Regions from separate parts of the Urocitellus parryii genome. Here region 1 is linked to region 2. Evidence: chromatin contacts called from public Hi-C data. All regions are on one chromosome and are shown on one strand. Each heading gives the region's core, a stretch centred on a gene start, on an enhancer-like site or on the middle of the called end of the contact. The rest is flanking DNA. Distances are from core to core; before and after follow the strand shown. Region 1 holds the start of Apmap (adipocyte plasma membrane associated protein). Region 2 holds the start of Nanp (N-acetylneuraminic acid phosphatase).

Region 1 (4,683 bases), core at 79-2,578, 590 kb after region 2:
TGAAGAGTGGCAGGGAATTCTGAGTGTGTGCACCAGGGAATGCAGGGCAGGAAGGATAATCTAAACAGGAGGAAGGGATCAGATCATATAGCACTTTGTTAGAACACCATCCCTGACATATTAACTCTACTGGCTGCTTTTGATGACATGGAATGAAGTAAAATGCTGCCAATGTCTGGGATCTCTACCAAATGGAATTTGTGTTAAGAACTCTTACCACAAGCTGGCTCTAACTCTGAATGAATACTGAACATTCACATGGAATTCTAGTGTCACCTAGTGCTGAAAAGGAAAACGTCATGTTTATTTCATGTTTGTTGCTCTACGCCTAATTTTGAACATGTTTTCCCAGAGACGGGTTCCTAGTGCACTTGTTAACAAGACTTGATTCCCACTGTTTGAAAATCCCTCACCCTGTTTTTCCCTCCAAATTCTATTCATTTTTTTAATCTCTTCACCTGTCAAATACTTTCACAAGATCAAAGTCATCTCGTTTAAAGCAATTACTATGTTTAAAATTTTGTACTTACTTGAATAACCTGATTAAAGTCATCTGTCCTATTAGTTTAATTTCTATTAGGGAGAGACCTTATCTGTGGCTTGCTCAACATCATCTTTCAATACCAAGAAATGCACTGGCTCAATATAATACTGTGGATAAATTAATGGTTCATGTTTTCTTTGTAATTTGCACTAATTTCTATTTGTACCCTGCCTCAAGGGTAACCCTTATAGAACCTTTATCAATTATCGGTTGTAACCTTCACAAGAATACCTAACAATCAATACCTGATATTAAGCAAAGAAAAACATTTTCTAGACTAGATTTTCCCATTAACCAGATCAGTTCAGAAAAGGTGAAATAATTTTTAGGGGTTATTGCTCTCCAAGCACATGAACACGTTGTCTTTTACGCTGCCTGTAAGAACCCAGTCTTTGTCGTTTAATAAACAGTGTCTTCCTCCATTCGGACAAAACCCGCCGACACTTCAGTCCAGCACTTGCCGAAGTGCATAGAGATTATTAGGGTGGCCTCACATTCAGAAACTAGTTGAAGGGAAGGCGGAAAGCGCTACGGCCGGTCCGGGCGGAACGATTTCGGCCCCCAGCGTCCAGGGTCGCAGAGACCAAGGCGGGTCAAAGTCTCCACAGGCCTTTATAGTGCGCTGGGCCCCGCGCGCCGACAGCCCGAAAACACACCGACAGCGAAAGAGCTAAGCCTACTCTGGCGGCCGGATTGGTCATCGGACTTACGTCATTTCCGTGCGCCACGGGGCGGGGACTACGGGGACCAAGGGGCGGGGACTACGGGGGCCAAGGGGCGGAGCGAGCTGGCCTCTGAGCCCAAGCTGCCTTAGTGCGACGGGTGGCAGTGGACGAGGTGGCGCGGCCCTATCATGAGCGAGGCGGACGGGCTGCGGCAGCGCCGGCCCCTGCGTCCGCAGGTAGTCACGGATGATGGCCCCGCTCCGGAGGCTAAGGACGGCAGGTAGGCCGGACCTCTAGACCTGGCGCGAGAACCGGGGCAGAGAGGACCGGGGTGACCCTCCTGGGCAACACCGGCTGCTCTAACCGCGACCGCGTAAATGCCATGCTAAGCACGTTGCAAGAACTCTGATTTAATCCCCACGCAAAACTCGTTTTAGAGAGGAGGAAAGAGGCTCCGACAAAACAGGTGCCAGTTCCTTCAGACTTCAGGTGCAACGTGAGCCCAGTCGGCTCTCCGGGTCCTCGCGCAGCACCTGTCCTTTTTTGGCCCGATCTCCGGAGAGGCTGCATCCTCTCTTTCCGTCATTTCATTTCCCCATTCGTGCTGTCTTTATTGCTAGCTCACCTGACAGCCATCCGGTCACGGCCCTGCGTCTTTCTGTTCCTTTGCACCCACTTTCCCGAAGGAAAATCTGAAAAGATGCCTGAGTTCCATTTCGTGATCCAGCAAAGAGTTGCCTTCTACACCTGCTCTTCTGCACCTGTCCCCCATCGCGCTGCATGAACTGCGGTTCTCCTATACAAGAAGTTATATTATAGGCTTTTTTTTTTTTTTTTGGTGGGAATTCAGCCTTGCAAGTTTTCCTGATGGGGATGGAAAAGCAAAGGAAACTGTAGTTGCTGATCCCTAAAAAATCTCAGGCTTCGTGTTTTTATTCCTTTTCTGATTTTCCAGAATTTGAGTATGTTGTGTTTTGTTAGCTGAAGCATGATCCTTAAACATAGCATTTGGTATGAATACTTAAAATTCACTTTTCAGTTTTATGCCCTGAGTTTCATAATTTTATAATTTTTAATTTCTAGGGAGAAACAAGAGACTCCATAGACCAAGTTGTTCAACCCATTCTGGGTTGCCTTTCCCTCGGGTTTCCAAGTTCTTTCAGTGCTATAACTAGGACAAGTTTGTTGCCCAGCTTACTGGGGATATTGTAAATTAATTGGCTGCTGATGACTGATGAGTTTTTTAGAATGGACATGCAAGCATTGGTCAAACTTTACTACAAAAACTATGAAAATAAGGCACTTTTACACGAGAAATGAAAGAGCAGTTGGCTCTGATGAGGTGCAGTGTGTTGAAATGAAAAGTGGGCATACAGTACTCTAGGGCACTTTTTTAATGGGCCCAACCCTCAGGATGGCTGCTTTGCCATTCCTGACCCCAGAGTAGAGGGGCAGACTTAATTAAATTGTTTGTTCAGATTCTCTGTGGGGGATTTCTTCCTTAATGACAAGGTAAATTATATGTTCTAAAGTCATCTTCTGCCACCTGATCTTTTCCAGTATGTCTTTTACATCTGTGTTTAAGATATTTTCTTGATGGCCATGAACAATTGTTCTTATTTTCCTATATTTTTATCTCTCTTATTTATTGATCCCTTGACTGTGTATCTGTAATGGTTTCTTTCAAAGTGAGTTTTTGTCACCATCCTTTCTTTCTACATTTATTATTATGACATTATAGCTAATTTTCTTATTTTTTTTGTCTGAAGTTATATATTTTTCATTTCTTTTGGGGTCATTTCTAGTAGTTTGTCTAATTATCCTCTTGACAACCTTAAATGTTGAGGGTTTCAACATACGTCAGGAAAGTCTTGTGTATGGTGGGTGAAATAAAGAAATCTGAATAAAAGTAGGGCATAAAACTTAGAATAAATGTCACAAAATAAAATCTTGGAAGATATTAATGATAGAAAAAGGGACATTATAGGTTTCTTAGATCTTGGCCTGAAAGGTAGCATTTGTTCTGTTTTGCTGATGAGGTCATTGAAGTTTGAGTGAGATGATTTATATAAAGTTACAGTAGAATAGAGTAAAAGGAGAAATGAAAGTGAATGAAGAGGATGAAACTGGCTGTTGGACTGTGATTGAAAAGCACATTTTAAGAATATGCTTTGGAAATAAGATTTTTGTGCCAAAGCTCTTGAATTTCTGTTTGTGAGCTATAAGGAGAATTTGATTTTTAAATCCTTTTATTCCGTGTGGAACATAAATGAGCTAAGCACTTAACATACCAGTGCAAGCTTTTTTATAATTATTATTTGGCATCAGTTTCCCCACATGCTATAGAAACTTTATTGAACGAATAATTGCACACTTTGAAAGTATTCCTTCTCTTTAGGAATACAGTTCTGCCTAGGAAGAGTACTGTTTAATATAACTGTTTAGGAGTGAAGAATGAGTACATTGAGAATTTAACATCTGTTTTTCAATAAACTCCTGTAGGCTTTTAGGCTAATTACAAGTGTCTGCTTTAAAAAAAATAATTATAAGTCTCTTCTTTCCATTTGAAGACTGAAGAGTAAGGAAGCAATGTAAAGGAACAGATGGGGCCGTCATAAATTTGTGAATTCAAGAATAGTCAGCAATCTGAAGTTTTCACTTAGTTCTGCCTGTGTGTGTATTTCCCAAATGATTCTTTTAACTTGTCTCTTCTTATTTTTTTTTCAAGGAAAAATGCTGATTCCAGAAGAACTAATTTAAAGGGATGTGAAAAATGAGCAAATTCAAGGTGCAGTCATTTAAAAAGATTGCACTTGTTACTCTTTGACTTTCTCAGGTTCCAGGAATTACCTTGACATTCAAAATTGCTGGAACCTTATGGATTGGGGATGAACAGGTTTTCTACAAAACAAACAAACAAACAAACAACCACATGCTATTTTTTTGGTCTCCCTACACATCAAGATTTCAGTTCACAATTAAAGGCACTGATGTTTGGGCTGCTGAGTTAGAGAACACCTTTCAGATTTGGCTGGTGAAATTTTCAGAGGATTTTGTAAACTGTGTCTAGGCCAGCAGTCACTGTGAAAACATGTTGCATCATTGTGATTATGCTCTTGCCTTAGAGACTGTAGACAATTCCAGGGTGCATGTGTCCTCAAGGAGGTGAGCATTGCTTCAGGCTCTTCTTGAGAGAATGGGATAAACAAATTGATTTCTCAGACTGCAGCTCGGAAGTAAGTTGCCAGCCTTCTTGTATTGATGTGTCAATACAAGCAGGGATGTGTGATGCTTTGTCAGTGAAAATGGACAGTGGTAAGTTAGTGTCCAAATTACAATAATGTGGGCACAGAGTCAAAGGGAAACATGGAGAAAAACTGGGGAAATTGTGAATCTTGGACTACAATAAGTGCATTGCCCAGAGCAGGAATAGGACGGTTACAGGAGCCATGTTTGCCTCATTTTTTTTTAACA
Region 2 (4,539 bases), core at 976-3,475:
ACCGCCTGTCTGGACCTTGATGAGAGCTACAACTTCTCCCTATGACCCTCTCCTCAACCAGTTGTCCAGTCCATGCCAGGAAAAGCCTGCCTTTGTTCCAGACCTGATCACCATGGTCTGAGTGAGTGTGCATCTGCTGGACTTAAAGCCTTAAGACTTTTGATCTGACATTTGAACTTAGCATGCAGAGGAAATGTCTGTCACTAGCCTATCATGATTAACTGTGTTTTGCAATGCTTAGAATTAATCTAGAATTGTTTGCTGTGAATTGATTATGTCTATTGCAGTGCCTAGCATTAAGGATTGTTGTTTTCTTGATTAAGAATCTATAGAGTGAAATTGTATTGAGTAATTTGAGGGAATAAAGCATTAAAAGGGACAGAAGCACGTGGACATTCTTTATATATCTCCCCTCAACTGCATACATCGAAATTTTGCTCCCTCAATGACACACGTTTAAATTATTTTCTATAATATGTACCAAGAACCCCAGTGGTCCAGAGTCAAGTTCCTCCTTCTCTCTGGGAACTCTTCAGATCCTTCTTCAGAGACATTTCTTCTCCATCTCAACGGCAACATTTTTCTGCAAAAGACTAAACAATAAATATTTTAGGCCTTGCAACCATATGATGATACTTATGACTACTCAACTCTACTGTTGTACAGTAAAATCAGTAAAAGACAATATAGAAATAAATGTGTTGCATTCCAATTATTAAAAATCTGAGATGAGTTAAACTTATTTCAGCATGAAAAAGGTTCTAGGACCAAGCAACATTCCAGATGAAAGCTGGTTCCCAATAGAATATCCCACTGCACATGTATAAGCTATATTTATAGTTTAAAGTGAAAAGAAAATGACAGAGGAAAAAGAAGAACTTGATTGGCCAGAGGTCCCACTGCTAATTAACTGAGACTCAATTGCCTAGTAACAAAATTTGTTTATATATCAAGATAAGATACTGTTCACTATATACAGAAGCCACTCTGGGGAGAACTTTATCATTCCAGCATGGAGACTGATTTGGGCCAAACCCAATTGAACACACACAAATTATGAACAATAAAACTTAAATACCATGTAATTTTCACCTATCAGGAAATACTCTTTTTTTATTTCTTTTCCCAATCATTTGACAGTGTAAAAACACTGTGTCACAAAATCAGTGTGTCAGGCCTCATTTACCTAGTTGCCCTGATCTACCTGATAACTTCTAGTCACTGATGATAACAGCATTATCCAAACTTCAGAAAAGTTACCCAAGAAAGACAAAAAAGTTAGAAACTGGTTTCAAGATCTTGTTCTACTTCCAGAAGACAAATCTTGATTTCGTCTTTCTGGGAATTTAACAGACTGTCTGGGTCCCTTAACCTCTTGTGATACCAGAAAACCATCTGGTATAACTGAAAGGTATGGAGAAACCTGAGATGCAAGATCTCAGGAAAAGCAATCAAGATGGGCAAAACTTCAGGCAGACACTACAGTGCCCCCTAGATCTTCAGGCACAGTTGTCAACCAAAGGCTCAAAAATGTGCTGGTGCGGGTTCCAGCTATAATGAGGCTACCATTCTGAGTGAGGTAGACATCAAGGCGCAATGTGGCCGCGATCCGATCTAGTAGAAAGCAGCGCCTACAACCAGCTGTTCGGTGAGATTTGAAAACAAGGGCCGTCACAGCTTTGCACTCCTCTTGAGCTCCTGCTGCTGACAGTTACCCGTTCTGTAACCACGAAGCGAGGACACTGAAGACTTACCCTTACACCCAGACTTAGGGTCATCAAGGACCGCCAATATTTTGGAGCTGCCTGAGGTTCCCAGCACAGTAGCATGCCGCCCAACAGAGAAGCCAGCTTCTCAGTCTCCCTCCCGGGGGCTGGACAGCGCAGAAAACCTTTCGGGGCAGTTAAGACGTCCTCCTGGCGCAGGGGACACAAAAGCGAGAAAACAGACAAGCGAAAATAAACCAAAATGACGAAAACCGCGCTGCTCGTCACTGTGACGTGGAAGTCTTAACGCACGAGTTAGAAACCCTAAATTCGAAATCTCGCGGGATCTTGCCGTTCTCTGACGCTCAGAGATGGCGACATCTCACAGAAGTTTCAGAGGCTACTACAGGCGATTGCTGTGGCTCCGCGCGGCGCGGGAGGGTCAGGTGACCTAAAGGCTCCGCCCATGTCTTTCCTCACCGGTCGGTCTCACGCCTGCGCGGGCAAAGGAGACTTGGCGCGTCGCTTGGGCTGCCGGCGCTATGGGGCTGACCCGCGTGCGGGCTATTTTCTTTGACCTGGACAACACGCTCATCGACACGGCCGGGGCGAGCAAGAGAGGCATGTTGGAGGTAACGTCCCCGCTCCCATGGCTCTTCTCCAGACTCAGCACTCCCCAACCCCGTACTGCGCGGGTCCCCCAGTGCCCACTTCCCAGACCCAGGAATCACTGGCCGCACTCGTCCTTGGAGACTTCAGTAGCTCTCTGGGGGCTGGAAAGACCTGGGAAAGGGCGAGCGGGCTGGGGGATCTCAGCTGGGAGGGGACTGCCTTCCCCGACCCCAGTCCACAGGCTCAGGGAACTGGCTTCTTGCAGACTGTTTCTGCTCAAGGGACCCGGAAGCATGTCCTTAAAACTGCCACGATAGTGGAACCGCCCACAAACGCAGGTAGATGGTCACCGTGCCACTGTACACCCGTGCTGAGCCAGGTAGAGTTTGGACAGTTCAGACCACGGGCGCACGCATCTGAGCTTAGTGGTGGGTCTTGCGGGAGGGACATTTCCCCCAACTGTCGTCTTCAGTGGACTTAGAAAAGAATCATTGAAGGCAGCCCCAATTTTTGACCCAAGAAGTTACGTAAGTTACGTAAGTATCAGAGGTGAACCCCGATTTGAAGCTGCATCTGAGAATTTTTTCTGCAGAACTCGCTTCTGGCTTTCCTGATCTGCTCAGATTTCCAAGGAGACACGGCAAAAATCCGTGCTGCCCCGGTGAGGTATTGCTCAGCAGCATCCTCTCCGTGTACCTACAAATGCTGTTGCAGACCTTCCCAGCGCTTTCCAGCCCCTAATCCACCCTTGCTTTCCTTCCTCTACCTTCAGCTTCAAGGAGAAATCGAAGGATTATCAGATGTGAAAAAACCCGCTTTCAAAAGCCAATCCTTTCAACTCTGAATGTCCCGTCCTTCATACTTCATCAGGTAGATTTCGTCTCCCTGAATCTTCAGCTTCTTCATTCTTTTTTTCCCCCCTGTGCATTTCACTTGTGCTGCATGTTCGTAGTCTTTTTTTTTTTTTTAATGAAAAAGAACACCTCCCTTGGACTCTTTCTATAGTATATATTCCCTATCTCTCTCAGCCATGGTTTTAGAGAATCTATGCCCCTGATTTCCTTGTCTCTACCTCCTATGGATTCCTAAATCCATTGCAAGGTAGCTTCTATCTCTAGCTCTAGAATGAAATAGATGTGCCAGGTAATTGGGCCTATCCCCACAGTGCCAGAGTCACACTGGATATTTTGAATGTATTTTTTATTTGTTTGTTTGTTTAATGGTGCTAGGGATCTACTCCATGGCCTTGGCACATGCTACACAAATGCTCTACCACTATACTACATCCCTAGCCCTTTGAATCCATCTTAATGCCTTTATTAAGGCCTTCCATACTATTTATTGTTCCGTTCATCTTCATGCCTTTGACCTTGAACTCAAGGACACATCTCTGTGCTATATTGCCTCCAGTAATCCTAAGTGCCAACAGTACATATTTTTTTAAAAAAGAGAGATAGAAGAGAATTTTTTAATATTTATTTTTCAGTTTTCAGTGAACACAACTCTTTATTTTATTTTATGTGGTGCTGAGGATGGAACCCAGCACCCCGCGCATGCCAGGCGAGCGCATTACCGCTTGAGCCACATCCCCAGCCCAACAGTACATATTTTTCTATGTGTTCTTAACAAGCTAAGACTAGTATGTTACAATTGAATTCTTGTTTTAGACCAGTTTTTGCTAATAGGCCAAGAGTTCAGGCTTTGAAATCAGATATTTGAGTTAATAACTGTCAGGTAAGTTTAATACAATGCATGGGAAGTACAGAGCATCCCGTGTTTTACTCAGTGAATTGTACCACCATGTTCCCTAACTTCTACCCCAATGCATATCCCCCTTGCCATCATTTTAGTTACAGCCTGACTCATCTCTCATCTAGACTGTTGATGTGATCTTGTCTCCAGGCTGGCCACATCTAGTTGATCCTCCATGTTCCTGTCACAGAGATTTCTAAAGCAAAAATTAGAAGTAGAACCAGATGCAGTGGAGCATGCCTGTGGTCCTAGCTACTCAGGTGACTGAGGCAGGAGGATCACTTAGTACAGGAGTTTGAGACCAGCCTGGGCAACATAGTAAGACTCTGTCACATACACACACAAAAAAATTAGACTATATTTCTTCCTAGTCTGTCACTTTCACTTTTATATCAGTACCATATTTTGTTTTTCAGATATCTCTTACTGCAGCTATCAATGGATGTTGTTAATTTTTGCAGCTTAGGTT

What was found. Hi-C and Micro-C count contacts between places; a contact is called where the count stands out from the background.
Region 1: a Hi-C map of muscle shows a contact between it and region 2, with 6 times the contacts expected there. The contact joins the promoter of Apmap here to the promoter of Nanp in region 2. A contact is called at or near these places in 2 of 2 Hi-C or Micro-C datasets (liver and muscle).

Annotation. Positions count from the first base shown.
Region 1 is chr6:151,199,043-151,203,725 of mUroPar1.hap1, forward strand. It overlaps Apmap (adipocyte plasma membrane associated protein), which reads left to right and starts at 1,329. Exons shown (of 9, transcript XM_026393031.2): 1 at 1,329-1,489. The coding sequence starts at 1,398.
Region 2 is chr6:150,606,072-150,610,610 of mUroPar1.hap1, forward strand. Nanp (N-acetylneuraminic acid phosphatase) reads left to right here and starts at 2,226. Exons shown (of 2, transcript XM_026393039.2): 1 at 2,226-2,338. The coding sequence starts at 2,249.